Regions from separate parts of the Mus musculus genome. Here region 2 is linked to region 1. The links are chromatin contacts, called in public HiChIP or PLAC-seq maps. All regions are on one chromosome and are shown on one strand. The core of a region is the stretch at or near the end of the contact, and the rest is flanking DNA. Distances in the headings are between cores, read along the strand shown.

Evidence for each region. HiChIP or PLAC-seq counts read pairs in DNA pulled down with a chosen protein or histone mark.
Region 2: an H3K4me3 HiChIP or PLAC-seq map of the SCID.adh cell line shows a contact between it and region 1, with 16 read pairs. The contact joins the promoter of Ccdc17 here to the enhancer-like site in region 1. A contact is called at or near these places in 1 of 39 promoter capture datasets (macrophages), 5 of 115 datasets of contacts at active chromatin or transcription factors (the SCID.adh cell line, embryonic stem cells, intestinal crypt epithelium and 1 more) and 3 of 9 other capture datasets (adipose tissue, liver and pancreatic islet).

What each region holds. Positions count from the first base shown.
Region 1 is chr4:116,531,990-116,539,823 of GRCm38.p6, forward strand. Ipp (IAP promoted placental gene) reads left to right here. Exons shown (of 9, transcript NM_008389.3): 8 at 569-789; 9 at 5,811-6,246. The coding sequence ends at 6,035. Among named protein-coding and RNA genes, the nearest start is that of Tmem69, 20 kb to the right of the region's middle. Within about 2 kb of position 4,557, at least 11 of the 459 cell types and tissues checked have an H3K27ac peak or open chromatin away from gene starts, as enhancers often do. A contact at or near this core is called in the SCID.adh cell line and intestinal crypt epithelium, where this site is marked.
Region 2 is chr4:116,592,959-116,600,792 of GRCm38.p6, forward strand. Ccdc17 (coiled-coil domain containing 17) reads left to right here and starts at 3,772. Exons shown (of 13, transcript NM_001037916.3): 1 at 3,772-3,999; 2 at 4,075-4,143; 3 at 4,305-4,410; 4 at 4,480-4,642; 5 at 4,722-4,805; 6 at 4,885-5,003; 7 at 5,216-5,329; 8 at 5,542-5,669; 9 at 5,773-5,867; 10 at 6,003-6,206; 11 at 6,331-6,532; 12 at 6,599-6,709; 13 at 6,929-7,308. The coding sequence starts at 3,829. The coding sequence ends at 7,060. It overlaps C530005A16Rik (RIKEN cDNA C530005A16 gene), which reads right to left and starts at 4,672. Exons shown (of 3, transcript NR_029450.1): 1 at 2,884-4,672. Gpbp1l1 (GC-rich promoter binding protein 1-like 1) reads left to right here. Exons shown (of 12, transcript NM_029868.3): 12 at 1-944.

The sequences.
Region 1 (7,834 bases), core at 3,307-5,806:
CAGTCTGGTGGGTAAATTTGCCTGCTGCCAGGTCTGCCAACTTGATGGTGGACATTAATCCACCCCTGAAATTGACCCCTGAAAATTGTTGTCTGGACTCAACATCCTTTACATGGCATGTGGAACCAATTTATCGTCCTTTGTTGAAACTGAAGTCACCAGTAAGTGTTCATATTGGTTTTATACCATCCCATTTTTATAGATCTACAGATGCCCACACAAATAAAATGGGTTGTTTTTTTTAAAGAATAGAAAAAAAAAAATCCAGATAGAGCAGCTGTTTAGTAAACTAAGTATTTGATGTGTCTTCCTTTGTTGTCACTTCCTCTCACATCACAGCTAAGTTATTCTTCATAAGTAGGGAGAAAGTACAGTTTGTTTGTTTGTTTGTTTAATTTTTTATGACAGGGTCTCACTATGTAGCTCTAGCTGTTGTCCTGAAACTCACTATGTACATCAGGCTGGTCTGGCTGCTTCTGCCTCCTGCGTGCTGGGTCAGAGGCTTGTGCCGCCACGGTTAGCCTGTACCTGTTCAGTAGAAACTGAGCACAAATCTGTTCTTTTTCAGGTTTAATTTATGCAGTTGGAGGAATCAGCAATGAGGGGCTAGAGCTCCGTTCCTTTGAGGTTTATGATCCACTTTCCAAGCGCTGGTCTCCACTTCCTCCTATGGGAACCAGAAGAGCGTATCTTGGGGTGGCAGCACTCAATGACTGCATCTATGCTATTGGAGGGTGGAATGAGACACAAGATGCCCTTCATACTGTAGAAAAGTACTCCTTCGAAGAGGTGGGTTGCATGATTTCGAATGCTTAGTGTTTTCTTATTCTCTGTCACTACCTGTTACATCTGAAGTGATGTGCTGTTCTCTTTCACTCATTGTTTTGATTATTAGTTTTCTCTTTTTAAAGAACAAACTTTATGCATCACTTGTCTATTATTTCTATTTTTATTTTTTCTTGCATGTGTATTATGGATTTTTGCCCTTTTCTCATTTGTTAAATCAGAAACTGAGATGTCAGATTATAAAACTTCAGTTTTTTATCATTTATATCTATAAATGTATTTTTAAGTTTTGGTATAGAGTAGAGATATTGCTAAGCAGCTAAAACCAATGGCTGCTCTTGCAGGGATGACCCAGGTTTAGTTTCCAGCTCACAACTGTCTATAACGCCAGTTCCAGGGCATCCAACATCCTCTTTTTGCTTCCTTGGGCAGCACACACACACATCATGTAAGACATACAAGAAGGCACAACACTAATAACATAAAGTAATTTAAAATGTTTTAAAATTTTAATGGTTTGTGTATGCAAATGCTCTTATATTGCCAGCCCTATAAATTTTCTTTAGATACTACTTTAACTGCATCCTACATATTTGATAGTGTTTTAATTTTTAAAACTTTATTAATTTTTATGTATGTGAACAGGCAGTTGTGGGGTGCCAATTGTGGCTGCTAGGTATTAAAACTGGGACATCTGTAAGAGCAGTAAGAATTCTTAATTACTGATCTATCTCTCCAGGTCTTGTTGTATTTAATTAATATTTACCTTAAAATTTTTTTTTATTTCTGATAATTTTTATTTGGACCAGTGGGTTGTTATAAGTATCTTATTGCTTTGGGAGTATTAACTAAATAGTAAAATGTACACTTAGCCACTGTGAGTCACTGGGTCCAGTCCACAGCAATAACATGAAAAAAATATATATATAATGTAATTTACTAATATATGGAGATTTTTCCAGATATCTTTTAATTACTAGTTTCTATTTCTTTTTAATTTTTATTTAAGTTTACTTATTTATTTTGTGTGTGTGTGTGTGTGATCTCTACATTTATATATGGAAATCAGAGGACAATTTGCAGGAGTGGGTTCTTTTATTTTTTCATCATATGGGCCCTAGGGATTGGATTCTAATTGTCAGTCTTGGTGGCATACACCTATACCTGCAGTCCCATTTATATTTTTAATTTAAAATTTTTATTTATTATTATATTATTATTATTATTATTATTATTATTATTATTATTATTATATGTGCGTGCACCAGCACCCTTTGTTTATTTTAAGGCAAGGTCTTGGATGGGTGGTGGTATTACATGTCTTTAATCCAACCACTTGTGAGACAGAGGCAGGTGGATCTTTTGAGTTCCAGGCCAACCTGCTCTACAGAGTAAGTTCCAAGATAGTCAGTACTCTACAGGGAAACCCTGTTTGGAAAACAAAATCAAAAACAAAGAAACACCTAGGCTGCCTTTGAGTGAGCTCTTGTAGTGCAGACTTACCTTTAACTGGTGATCCTCCTGCCTCAGCCACCTAAGTTGATTTCTAATTAAATTCTCTTTTGATCAGAGAACACATTTTGTATTGTTCCTATCTTAATAAACATTCTATACAAATTCTGAAAGGAATTTGTATCCTGCTGGTATTGTGTGTGTTCTTACTATCTATTAGGTCAAGGTAGTCTGAGATATCAGTAAGAAAGAAAAGTGTTAACATTTTCATTTGTAAATGTGGGCTTGTCTGTCTCTTTCTTAATTTCTGTCAAGTTTTGGTTCATATTGCTTAATAGTTCTGTATTACACATTGATAGAAATGAAAGAAACAATACAGAGTGAGCCTGTGGTCTTTTTGCTCTTGTCAGGGAGCATTTTGTGAGAAAAGGAAGCTCTCTTAACTTCAAACAACTCTAAGGCATCCTCGTCTGTCTTAATTACATGTAAAGTTTTTCAGCTCTGCCAGTTTTGTGATGTTCTTTATAATTATAGATTTTTCTTTTAGCCTTCAAATGTAGTCTACTATTTTAGTTTCAAAACCTTATACCTGGGGATGGGTATGGTGGCCCATACCTTTAATTCCAGAACTCTGGAGGCAGAAGCTAGTGGATCTCTGTGAGTTCAAGGCCAACCTGGTCTACAGTGCAAGTTCCAGGACAGCCAGGGCTACACAGAGAAACCCTGTCTTGAAAAACCAAATTAATTAATTAAAAATAAAAATAAAGGTTAGTATTAATTTATATGTATATGTCTGTATGCCTTCAATGTGTGTTCAGGTACCTACAGAGGTCAGATGAGGGTATAAACCTCCAGAAGTTGGAGGTATAGGTGGTTGTGAGCCTCCATATATGGATACTGGGATAGGATTTAAACTCAGATCCTCTGGAAGCAACAAGTACTCTTAACTAATAATCCATCTCTCCTTCTTTCCTTTTTATTTACACGTTTATTTCTCTCTTTCTTTTCTTTTCCCTTTCTTTCTTTCTTTCTTTCTTTCTTTCTTTCTTTCTTTCTTTCTTTCTTTCTTTCTTTCTTTCTTTCTTTCTTTCATGTGCATTGCTGTTTTGCCTATATGTGTGTCTGTGTGAGTGCCAGATCCTCTGGAACTGGAATTACAGACAGCTGTGAGCTGCCATGTGGGTGCTGGGAATTGAACTTGGGTCCTCTGGAAGAGCAATAAGTGCTCTTAACTGCTGAGCTATTTCTCCAGCTTACTTCTATCATTTATTATTATCACTATTTTTTTGAGACAGAGCCTCACAATGTATCATTGGCTGACTAGAAACTCACTAGTTAGACCAGGCTGGTCTTCAACTCACCAGGATCTGCTTGCTTCTGCCTCACAAGTGCTTGGTTTAAAGGCATGTACCACTACATGTGGCTTCCTTCATTAAAAACAAAAACAAAAGACTTCTGGGCCAGTGAAATAGGACATCAGTTAAGATCACTTACTATGGGCTGGAGAGATGGCTCAGTGGTTAAGAGCATTGACTGCTCTTGTAGAGGTCCTGAGCTCAATTCCCAGACACCACATGGTGGCTCACAACCATCTGTAATGGGATTTGATGCTCTCTTCTGGTGTGTCTGAAGACAGCTACAGTGTACTCATATAAATAAATAAACATTTACAAACAAAAACCAAACAGTTATGCTGATACCAAAACCACACAAAGACCCAACAAAGAAAGAGAACTTCAGACCAGTTTCCCTTATGAATATTGATGCAAAAAATAAAATAAAATTCTCACAAACTGAATCCAAGAACACATCAAAATGATCATCCATCACGATCAGGTAGGCTTCATCCCAAGGATGCTGGGATGGTTCAATATACAGAAATCCATCAATGTAATCCACTATATAAACAAACTCAAAGACAAAAACCACATGATCATTCCATTAGATACTGAAAAAGCATTTGACAAAAATCCAACATTCCTTCATGTTAAAAGTCTTGGAAAGATCAGGAATTCAAGGCTCATACCTAAACATTGTAAAAAGCAATATACAGCAAACCAATAGCTAACATCAAACTAAATGGAGAGAAACTTGAAGCAATCCCACTAAAATCAGGGACTAGACAAGGCTGCCCACTCTCTCCCTATCTATTCAATAAAGTACTTAAAGTTCTAGCTAGAGCAATTAGACAACAAAAAGGAGGTCAAAGGGATCTTAGTCACTGTTTTATTGCTGTAAAGAGACACCATGACCACAGCAACTCTTATGAAAGGCAGTATTTAATTGGCAGCTTGCTTTACAGTTTCAGAGGTTTAGTCCATTATCATGGTGGAGAGTGTGATTGCAGGCAGCCAGCCAGCCAGGCAGGTGCTGGAGCAGTTGCTGAGTGCTACATTCTGAACTTTAGGCAGAAAGAGAGAAGGAGCTTAAGGCTGGCTTTTGCAACCCCAAAGTCCACCTTTAGTGATATATTTCCTCCAACAAGACCACACTTCCTAGTCCTTCTACTCCCTTCAAATAGTACCACTCGCTGGTGACCAGGCACTCAAATTTATCAGCTTATGGGGCCATTCTTTGTCAAACCACAAGTACAGAGTCGTTTTAACTTCTGAGCCATCTCTCCAGCTACCTAAATAGAAACTTTGAAGATTTTTTTTTTGGGAGGGGGGAGGGTTTTGGTTTTTTTTTTTTTTTTTTTTTTTTTTTTGGTTTTTCAAGACAGTATTTCTCTGTGTAGCCCTGGCTGCCCTGGAACCCGCTCTGTAGACCAGGCTGGCCTCGAACTCAGAAATCCACCTGCCTCAGCCTTCAAGAATCTTTTAAAAACAAAAAGTCTTTTAGTATATAAACTTTTCCCCTCCTTGGTACTTGATAATCTCTTCATTTTGAATGTATAGACTTAGATTCTCAGAATTTTGGCTTCAATGACTCTTATGTGTTTTTTTTTAAACAGATTTATTTTTATTTTATTTGTATGGGTGTTTTGCCTTCATGAATGTCTTATACTACATGTTTACAGAAGAGATAGGTATTAGTGTTAGATTCTCTAGAACTAGAGTCACAGATGGTTGTTAACCACCATGTAGGTACTGGGAACTGAATCTCACTTCTTTGCAAGACTATTTAGTTCTTTCAACCACTGAGCCCTCTCGCCAGTCCCTCTATATGATTTCTATACTATCACCTAATCATAATTTATAGTTAGATGTGTTTAACTATTACTTCTCTCTAGACTCAATGTTTTGCCATACCTACCCAAAAGTTATTTTAAAATAAGCCAGGCATGGTGGCACACGCCTTTAATCCCAGCACTCGGGAGGCAGAGACAGGCGGATTTCTGAGTTCGAGGCCAGCCTGGTCTACAGAGTTAGTTCCAGGACAGCCAGGGCTATACAAAAAAACCAAAACAAAAAACAAACAAAAAAAAAAACAGACAAACAAAAAATGTTGTATATATTTACTTAATTGGTTTGTGTGAATTTAAATATGTACAGTCTAAATATATGATTTCTCAGAGATTTTATTATCATTTTATGACAGTACTAATGTTAATTCTTTTCTCATTTTATTAGGAAAAGTGGGTTGAAGTTGCTTCAATGAAAGTTCCTAGAGCAGGCATGTGTGCTGTGACAGTCAATGGTCTTCTGTATGTCTCTGGAGGCCGGTCTTCTAGCCATGATTTCTTGGCCCCAGGTACTTTGGACTCAGTTGAAGTTTACAACCCTCATTCAGATACATGGACGGAAATTGGTAATATGATCACTAGTCGTTGTGAAGGGGGTGTTGCTGTACTGTGACAGAGAAGGCACAAAAGCACAAGGAACATTTGAAAATGTAGGTTCTGACCATTTGCAAATCAAACATATATTTGTGATATGATCTTCTGATTCTTTTGAGTATTCCATGTATTGAATAGATAGATAAGTAAAGAGTGATTTTTCTAAAAATTTGAATTAAAATGGATATGTAATATATCTTAAAATTAATAAAGTACACTTATAAATTTGCAAAACTTAGCAACAGTACAAATGGTATTTATGCCTTACAGTTTATTCAGTTATCAATAGAATCCTAATTGTAAAAATTGTTTGCTAAAGGGCTGGAGATATGGCTCAGAGGTTAAGAACACTGACTGCTATTCTAGAGGTCCTGAGTTCAAATCCCAGCAACCACATTTGGTGACTCAAAACCATTTGTAATGGGATCTGATGCCCCCTTGTGATGTGTCTGAAGACAGTTACACTGTACTCATATAAATACAATAAATAAATCGTTAAAAATATTGTTTGCTAGAAACTTCTGGGAAATAGTGCATTTTGGCTATTTCTCCAGTGCAATTCAAATTGAAACATAGCCTGTATATAGTATAAGCACATGAGACAGCTAAATTTTTTCTATAATTTGTGATTTGATCCAGAACATAGTTTCCGCAGTGACATGTAACCTACAGAGAAAAGCCAGTGAAACTGTCCCTCAATGGCAGGGTTTCCACTACCCCTAATTATTATATTGGCAGCAGAATATTAGGAAGGATAGATAGTAAGTATCTAGGTTTTTTTGTTTTGTTTTCTGAGACAGGGTCTCTATGTAGCTCTGGCTATTCTGGAACTTTCTATGTAGACCAGGCTGGCCTCAAACTCACAAATATCTGTCTGTCCCTGCCACCCAAGTGCTGGGATTAAAGGTCTGTGCCACTATGCCCAGCAATATCTAGCTATCTAGATAGGTTTTGCTTTTGATAGTCAAAGGGATTTTTTTTTTTTTGATTCTGAGAATATAAGCAAGGAATGAATAGGTTCTTGGTGAAAGTTCTTTCTAAACAAGTTTTACTTATTTGTATTTATATGGCTATGTGTGTATGTGTGTGTCTATATTTGCACCATGTGTATGCAGGTGCCTGCTCTGGCCAGAAGAGGGTGTAGCATCCCCTGGAACTAGAGTTAACAAGTGTTGTAAGCTGCCTGATGTGGGTGCTGGTAACTGAATGTTCAGGTCCTTAGAAAGAGCTGTAAGTGCTCTCAGCTTTTGAGCCATCTCTCTAATGCCCCTTAATGAGTTGTTTTTTAAATATGTGGGTTAGAGTTTTACCGGCAGTTGTGTCTGGAATCCAGCATTACTGATGGTTGTGAACTGCCATGTGAGTGCTGAGAGCCAGTGCTCCTAACTACTGAGCCATCTCTTCAGTCCCTTAGTGATGGTTCTTTATTGAAATGGTATGTAATGAGTGTAAGAGTCTTCCAAGCATTTATTACTTAGAAGTTTCTTCTTTACTTTCTAGGTAGTCACCAAAATGATCTGTTTAGTTTTAAGAGGGACTTTTGTTAGATTATCAAGCTTTGTTTAATTTACTTGTATTTGGGTAAGTGTATATAATAGCTTAGTATAATGCTACTGCCTGGAAAAACCCAAACTGTAGTTACAACTTTTGATTGTTTTAGCCCAGGTTAATGGTGAACTCTCAACATTCTTTCTGCTTCAGCCTTTGAGTACATAAGCCACCACATATGGCCCTGTAGCTTTGAGCATCCTTACTCTGAAATCTGAAAGTTTTTGAGTAGGAATATCCAATTAAAAAAAAAAGTTTTGGATATTGCAT
Region 2 (7,834 bases), core at 2,522-5,021, 60 kb after region 1:
AGATAAAATGCTCACAGTGACCTGCCCCGCTGAGCTCAGCCTTGTGTTTAGAGAATATAAAGTGTTCTTTTCCTTTTCTTATGTTGTTGAATACTTCATGCACAAGGGAAATAATCATATCCCAAAGAGAGAGCAATTGTCTTGCTTAGCCTTTGTTTTCTTCCCTGTTACCTGCTTAATAGGCATTTGTGTGGTGGGATTTTTTTAAGCACACACACAGTACCTGTGGGGCTGTGCACAAGTGGGAGCTGTCAGGGCAGAGATGCAGGGAGGAGATGCTGCTCTGCTCAACAGCTTCTACTACCAGCCCTTGGGGACTCACCCCTGTGCTCAAGCAATCATTGTCAATGACAAAGTGACTATTGAAGTTATAATTGTATTAAATTAATGCTAATAATTTGGATATTTTATTTTATTTTTGGCTGCTGGGTAACTTAGCCCTTAACCAAGCATATGTGGTTGTTTTTGTTTTTTTTTTTTTTTTGTTTTGTTTTGTTTTTTATTTTCTCTTTTTTTTTTTTTTTCTTTTGGGTACAGCTGTAAAATATTTGGATATAGGAAATGTTATTCTTGCAGCCTTGATATTCAGGGTGGATTGTAAAATATGAATTTTTGTGAGATTTCAAAGATTAAGATTATTTTGATAACATTATTTACAGATTTAAAAGATGTGGTTACCACAAGTCTGTTGAGGGGAAAAACTACTGCATAAAATAACTAACGTCGAATAAATATTTTGCATCAGTTTGGATTGTCTTGTGTAAGAAATATATTTTCTTTAAAATTAGAGAGTGGATTCTTTTTTTAAGGGAAATATTTTTAGAAAACTAGGGGAAAACTGAATTCAGCCCCACCTGTTTCTCTTTTCAGCAAAAATTCTTAATGTGGAAAAAACCTGTGCAATAAATTATTCATAATAAACTACATTTTTTTTACTGAAGGAATTTTTTAGTGCCCAGGATTTATCAATATACCTGGGTTTGGAGGCCTCCCCCCACCTCAGTTGGTTGTGTTTTATGTGTAGGTGTTTTGCCTATGTGTGTGTCTCTGAATGCCATGCTGCACTGATTGCCAGAGGAGGCCAAAGGGGGACTTCTGCTCCTCTGGAAGAACAGCTCTGAACTGCTGCTGAGCCAAGTGTCCAGCCACCAATATGAATATTTTAAAGAAGGCCTGACAAGTGCTTCCTACTTAATTAAATGGGTGCATGGGGGTGATTGAATGAAGTAAGACGACAGTGGAGATGGAGGAATGAGAATGACTCCGTGTAGGGTTAGCACTTGCCCACTAAGTGTTTACATCTTCCATACCTAGAAACACATGGTGATGGAAGTTGAGAAATGGTTTCCACAATTTGTTCTCCGAGTTGTATATGTGAACTTGATATGCACATATACATACAAAATGAATGAAGAGCTGGAGAGATGGCTTAGTGGGTTAGGAGCGCTTGTGGCTTTTGCAGTTTTTATGGTTGTGGTTCCACATTTTAGGGCCACCAAGATGGCTCAGTGAACTTAAGTTTATGTCACCAAGTTTGAGGATTTCGGTTTGATTCTTGGGATCCACATGATGAAAGTAGACAAATGACTCCCTTGACATGATACTTTACCTGGCCTACCTGTGCTAACACAAATACATGCACAGGCTAAATGTTAAGATATGTTAAGGAAATTGGCAGCTGGAGGTCATAGTTCATTGGCAGAACATTTACTTGCATTGCATGGCCAAGGCCCTCGATTTACTACCTGAAACCACCACAAAAGGTAACACTTTCAGTATAATGCTCATGTAGCCCATTTTTCTAAATCTGCTGGAATTGGAAGGATGGCCCCATGGAGCACTCAACTAGCTGCTCTTTCAGTTGGCTACGGTTCAAAATGCAACTAGCAATCATAACCTAAGCCACCCCAATTCTAACCTCATTGGGAACTGAATGCGTTGGTATACGTGCAGGCAAAATACCCATACACTAAAAAAGAAAAAGCATCTTTTAAATCTATGAAGTAACAGTTTATTAAGGCAGTGGAGAGAATGCTCGCCTTTTATATAATGTTTCAGAGCACATAAACATCGTGTAACTTGCTCCTCTTTGGATGTTTGGAGAGAACTACCTTAACAGCTCTGTCTTACTGAGGAAAGGCTGCTTCAGAAATGAGGTGCATGGATCTGTGTAGACGAATTTTAATCAGGGAACATGTTTGCTCTTGAAAAGGATCACATCCAAAAGATAGATGTCTGTATGACCTCGCTGGATACAGACATGCCCTTAGTGTGATGAATCAGAAATATCTGACCAAATGAGTCAGAGAGATCAGCTCAGGAGCGAGGATTAAAAAGAAAAAAGGCAATTTTCATTGTAGTATGAACTCAGCAAGGTCTGAGGCTGAAGTAGGTTTATTTTTTTTCCCCCAATTTGCTTTTATATCATTTTAATTACATGCAAATAATAAGATCAGTTCTAGGCTGGAGAATAAGCAAGACAATAAAACTCCCAAGCTCACTGTTTCTAAGTGCTTATCAGGATGACCAAGATATCTGAGCCTACTTCCCTGTCCTAGCCCAAAGTAAAATTCTTGCCTTAAGCCTACTACTTTGTTCTAGCCAAATTAGATTCCTGCCTGAGCTTACTTCCTTGTCCTGGCCTAATGTCAAATCCCAGCCAAGTGGCCCCACAAAGCTCTCCACAGATGGGCAAAGCCCAACTCAGGAAAGAAATGCTACTTAAGAGCAGTGCAGGGGGGCTGGTGAGATGGCTCAGTGGGTAAGAGTACCCGACTGCTCTTCCAAAGGTCCAGTGTTCAAGTCCCAGCAACCACATGGTGGCTCACAACCATCCGTGACGCCCTCTTCTGGTGTGTCTGAAGACAGCTACCGTGTACTTACATATAATAAATAAATCTTAAAAAAAAAAAAAAAAAGAGCAGTGCAGGGAAAATCCATCTTGGAGTTAGTTCAGTTGAGTGTAGTTTAGAGGCAGCTTCACCAAGTAGAGCACTTCAATGAGAAGCTAAGAGAAGCCGGTTTGAACCAGTTCAGAGAGGACTTTGAGACAGAACAGCTGAGTTGAGTCAGCCAGCTTTGAGGAAGAGCTAGAGTGAGTTTATTCAATAGTCTCAGAGCCTGAAAACATTTTAGGCATAGATTCGCCTAGGAGATGAGGATGAACGTTGCTTTTACAGATCTGTGTAAAGGTGACGATAACTTGACCAGCAGAAAGAGCTCGTTTAACTCACAAGTAGTATCCATCTGACAAATTGTATTCTCCCCAACGGGTCTCCCAGTTCTCATTACTGGAAAGGTTCAGATCATTCCTGTCCCAGAATGGGAATTAGAAAGACTATTCCATTGTGTGGTGTGTTAATTCTGTAAAAGATGGGTTTATGCAAAGACATACTGCTAATATGAGGTTTACCTTGTGCGGAAATGTTCCCTACAGTGGAGAATTCTAGCTTGAAATCTGTCCATTTTAGAGAACAGCTGTGGTACAGATGACAGTTGCCTATCAGAGGCTAAATAGGCAATGAAGTCAAAGCCGCAGTTAATTAAATACTTGGCCAAACTCACTGTAATTGGTGGAACAAACTGACATTTTCACACCTGGGCCCCACCCAAAGGTGGCCAGGCACATTGCCCAGGCCTGCCTAAGCCTGTACTCGCTGCCCAGGGAGCTAGGGCACCTCCCCAAACATAAACATACATTTGAAGGACCTGGCGATTTAGCAGACTTGGTCTATTCTTTGTCCCTTTTCTCTCTTTTCTGTCCAGTCCGCCTTTTCTCTTTTGTCACATCCTCTGTAGGACGCTGGTGTCTATAAGAGATTCCATTCCATGGCCGATTACTCAGGGGAATCAGGACTTTTATCCTGTGAATCCTGTGATATGGTTTTCCGCTCCTGGGCTCTGTTGGCCACACACACCAAACGATTCTGCATTGGCCGGCTGACTCCGGAGGTAACACTTAAATCACAGCCTTCAGTCGCGATCAAACGAGGCACCAAGGTAAGGGCCGCCAGTGGCCAGGGGTAGGTTTTCCATCAATCATTATTCTTACGTTTTTTGCCTCCCCGCCACCAGATCATGGCACAAGAAAAGAGCCGTGATCAGGAAGCCAGCACATCTGCTCTAAAGAGGCTGACAGAGGAGGTACACACCAATCATGACTACAAACTTCAACTTTACATGTGTAGAGATTTACATGCTGGAAATCACCCAGTACAGAAATAGCGGGTCCGAGTTATTTGCAGGTGCAGTTGCTGTCCCTACAGAAAATAGGTCCCCGAGCGACTGAGGGTCTCACTTCCCAGACTGCAGGGAGCCCTGGGGAGAGGCTGCGAGTCTTGCAGGGAACCCGCGCCAGACGCATGGCAGAAACAGAAGCACAGAGCCGGGCGCTGGAGCGTCGCGGCGAAGGTGAGAGGTAAGGACTCGGCCCTGTCGCTGTGCTCGGACTCACCCTGACTCTGCCCATTTGTCCCTCAGAATTAAAACGGCGCCTCCACAGCGTGGCGGGACCCAAGGGAGGATTACCCCGCCCATTCGACTTGGAGCGCGAGCTCAGAGAACTCAAGGAAGAGGCCAACCGGACCCGGGGAGCACTGCAAACGCTAGGTGCGCATTTCCAGGCGCTCCAGCTTCAGCCTCGGTGAGTTGCCGGCCCAGCTTTGGTAGGAGTGCGGGCGGGGCCTTGGGCTCGGGTCAGTGACATCATCTGCTTGCGCCAGAAAACTGCAGGACACCCATAGGGCAGTGGAATTCTGTTACCTGCCCCTGCGGTTCAACCCGGAAACGCTGGCTGCAGAGATCCGGTGAGGACCCCGGCCCTGGGTGGACAGGATCGGGAGTCTGTTCAGTCTGGGAGATCGCTTTCTGCTGCCTTCTTGCTAGGATCCTACGTGAAGCCTACGTGCACGGTGGAGGCCGGGACCCAGAAGTTCTGGACAAAATATTGCAGCTGCAAGTGGAAGCGTCAGCCCTGGAATTGCAGCGGTCGCAAAACCGCAAGGGTGAACGAAAGGGTCTATCATAGAGGGTTTCTACACTGATGGTCCTAGAGTTGGAAGGAGAAAAGGGCTTGAGGGAGAGCACCACTAGAATGGGAGGCACGTAAGCCCAAGGAAGGAAAACCCATTGCCAGATGACAAATCCAGGCTTGTGCAGAAACCCTTAAAGTTGGATTACTACATAATGCTTGACAGATCACTTTAATTCATCTCAGAAAAACTAAGTGCCGCCTCTGAGGAGGTTCTAACGGTGGAAGCCGAAAACAGGCTCCTGGAGGCAGAAATCCTGGCATTGCAGAAGCAGAAAGTCCTGAGTCTGTCGCCCTGGGGTCAGTGAAAAATACAGCCTCTCCCTAGACAATCCCAGGGAACCCAACTCTGAAGGGGTGAAGGGACCAAGTCGGGAGGATGAAGTCCATGTCTGTAACGTGTTTCTGTCAATACAGCTATCTTTGTATCTTTGGTTTATGAGCCTGTACTCCCTCTGACTTACTCAGTTTGCTGCTTCCTCCAGCTCAAGCCACTTTGTTGTTGTTTCTAGGATCCAGGGATCTCCCCGGACACCTGAGTAGGTGTGATAACTCCCTCCTCCCTCCACTGGTTGCACCCCCAATACCACAACTTACAAGTTCCACAAAAGCCCAGAACTTCCATGGCACTTCAAAGACTGTGAGAAAGACAGCATTCGGGGTTGATGGCTGGCTTGACATGCAGTTTGGGGATCATGGGCAGATTGCAGTTCTGTAGGACTGAACTCTTTTGTCCACAATAGATACTTAATGGAACCATGACAAGAAAAATGGGTCTGGATCTCCACTTCCTCCTACCTGCATCAGATGTTCTAGGTCCAGCACCCTATGATCCTGGGTGAGGCCTGCTCCCTCCTTCACAGCATTTTTGAATGCTGACATTTATGGAGACCCACCAACCGCCATCCAGGCTTAAAGTACTGGCCGGGTGGAGGAATTAGGGGCTCTGTGTACATAGATTTGTATTCTTCAGGGCTGGCCTTGTCATTTTCTATGACTTCCTGCGGGGCCTTGACACTTCTTGGATATGGGTACAGCTAATGACCAGCTTGGCCCGGAATGGACAAGATACAGGAGGGACCACAGCATTACCTCCAGCCCTTTGCTTGCCACAACCTTCAGCTCCTGGACCTATGGGCAACTGTGCTATCCTAGCAAGCAAGCAGCCTGTGCCCAGGTTAGTAGGTATAGGTCATAAAGGCTGCACCTTACTAGGTCTGATCTGTACACTGGGCCCAAGAGCAGCCCTACAACAAACTAGGGACTTCAGCTAAATACTCGAACGTGATTTTGTTTCACAGGCTGCCTCCATCACCACTGGTATCTTTGATCTGTGAACTACAGGCCTGGCATGGAGTTACATGGGCACCACAACCAAAGGCTTGGGCCTCACTATTGCTATTTGACCAAGATCTGAGGGTGCTTAGGGGCCGTTGGCGCCTCCCACTTCGGGTCTATCCTAACACCAGCCTCAGCCTTGCCCAGAGGAATGAGATTCCCCAGGTAAGTATAGAGGATAAAGACTGGGTATACTCCCAGATTCCAATGGAGTACCACTTCCTTTGTTAGGCAGGCCAGGCTGAGCTCTTTCTGAGGCTGGTAAATGCAAGAGATACAGATGCCCAGACATTGGCAGAGATCAACCCAGCAAATGCCCATGAATACCAGTACCCACCAATGGTGAGTCCACTTCTGGTCAGCCTGTAGGCTAAGCAGCTTCTATTAGATAGTGTATACCAATTAAGGTATCTACATTAATCCTTAAACCTACCCATGAAATACCATGTGGCAGAAAAAGAACACTTGCCCTGCTTTTCATTAAACTTTGTCCTCAGTTTAACTCCAACGTTTGTCTTAAGTTTTGCTTAAAAACAAAACCCTATCTTTCATATTCTATAGGTGTCCAGTTCATCTGTGGAATCCAGCTTCTTCACCCACAGTTCTGCCTTTGCTGACCCCCCACCTCCCACAGAAGAGGCTTTTGTCAGCGTTAAGGATAAAAATGAGCACTTGAGTCCTCACCAGTTTTGACTGAAACACTGAATTTCTTCTAGACCTGCAGCTTTTTAAATGGGGTCTTGTAACAGTGGCCAACTACATTTGATCCTAAAATACTGTGTGGCAAAAAAGAACTTAACCCAAACCCACTTTTCTTTAAACTAGCCAACTAGAATTTCTTCTGCATTTATTTTCCTTTTATAAAGCAGGTCCAGGAGTAAATGTCTTCAAATATTTAGTTAAACTGGCTGGCATTCAACACTTTGAAAATGGCTTTACCTAAACCAGTGTTGTCAAATTTCACTGAATTCAGCTTTCTCAGGAATTGTAGACAGAAATCTATCCGGGATCAAGCTTCCAATATAGAGGGAACTCCAGATTTAGATTAAAGGGTAGCCCAATTCTTTTCCAGCTAAGTAGAGGATCATCTACTGGAATTGTATCCTGGACCAATCAGCAAAGATGGCCTACTACTGCATATAAAGTGTTCTGAATGGAAAAATGGGGAAAAACACTTGAGGACTTGGAGTATAATACAAAGTTCTCAAGAAGAGCCAGACACTCTTTAGCCAAGCTTTTAGTGACGGAGCAAAAAAATTTGTGAAAAAAAATGGAAAATCATTCTGTACAGCTCCCATCCTCAGGACTAGACTGTCAGCAGGCTTTGTAGCATTTAACAAGTCAGTATGAGGCAGCTCAGACTCTGCACCCTGCCTGTTCTAGCCCAATGGCATTAAAATCCTGACCACCACCGGGCAGTGGTGGCGCATGCCTTTAATCCCAGCACTTGGGAGGCAGAGGCAGGTG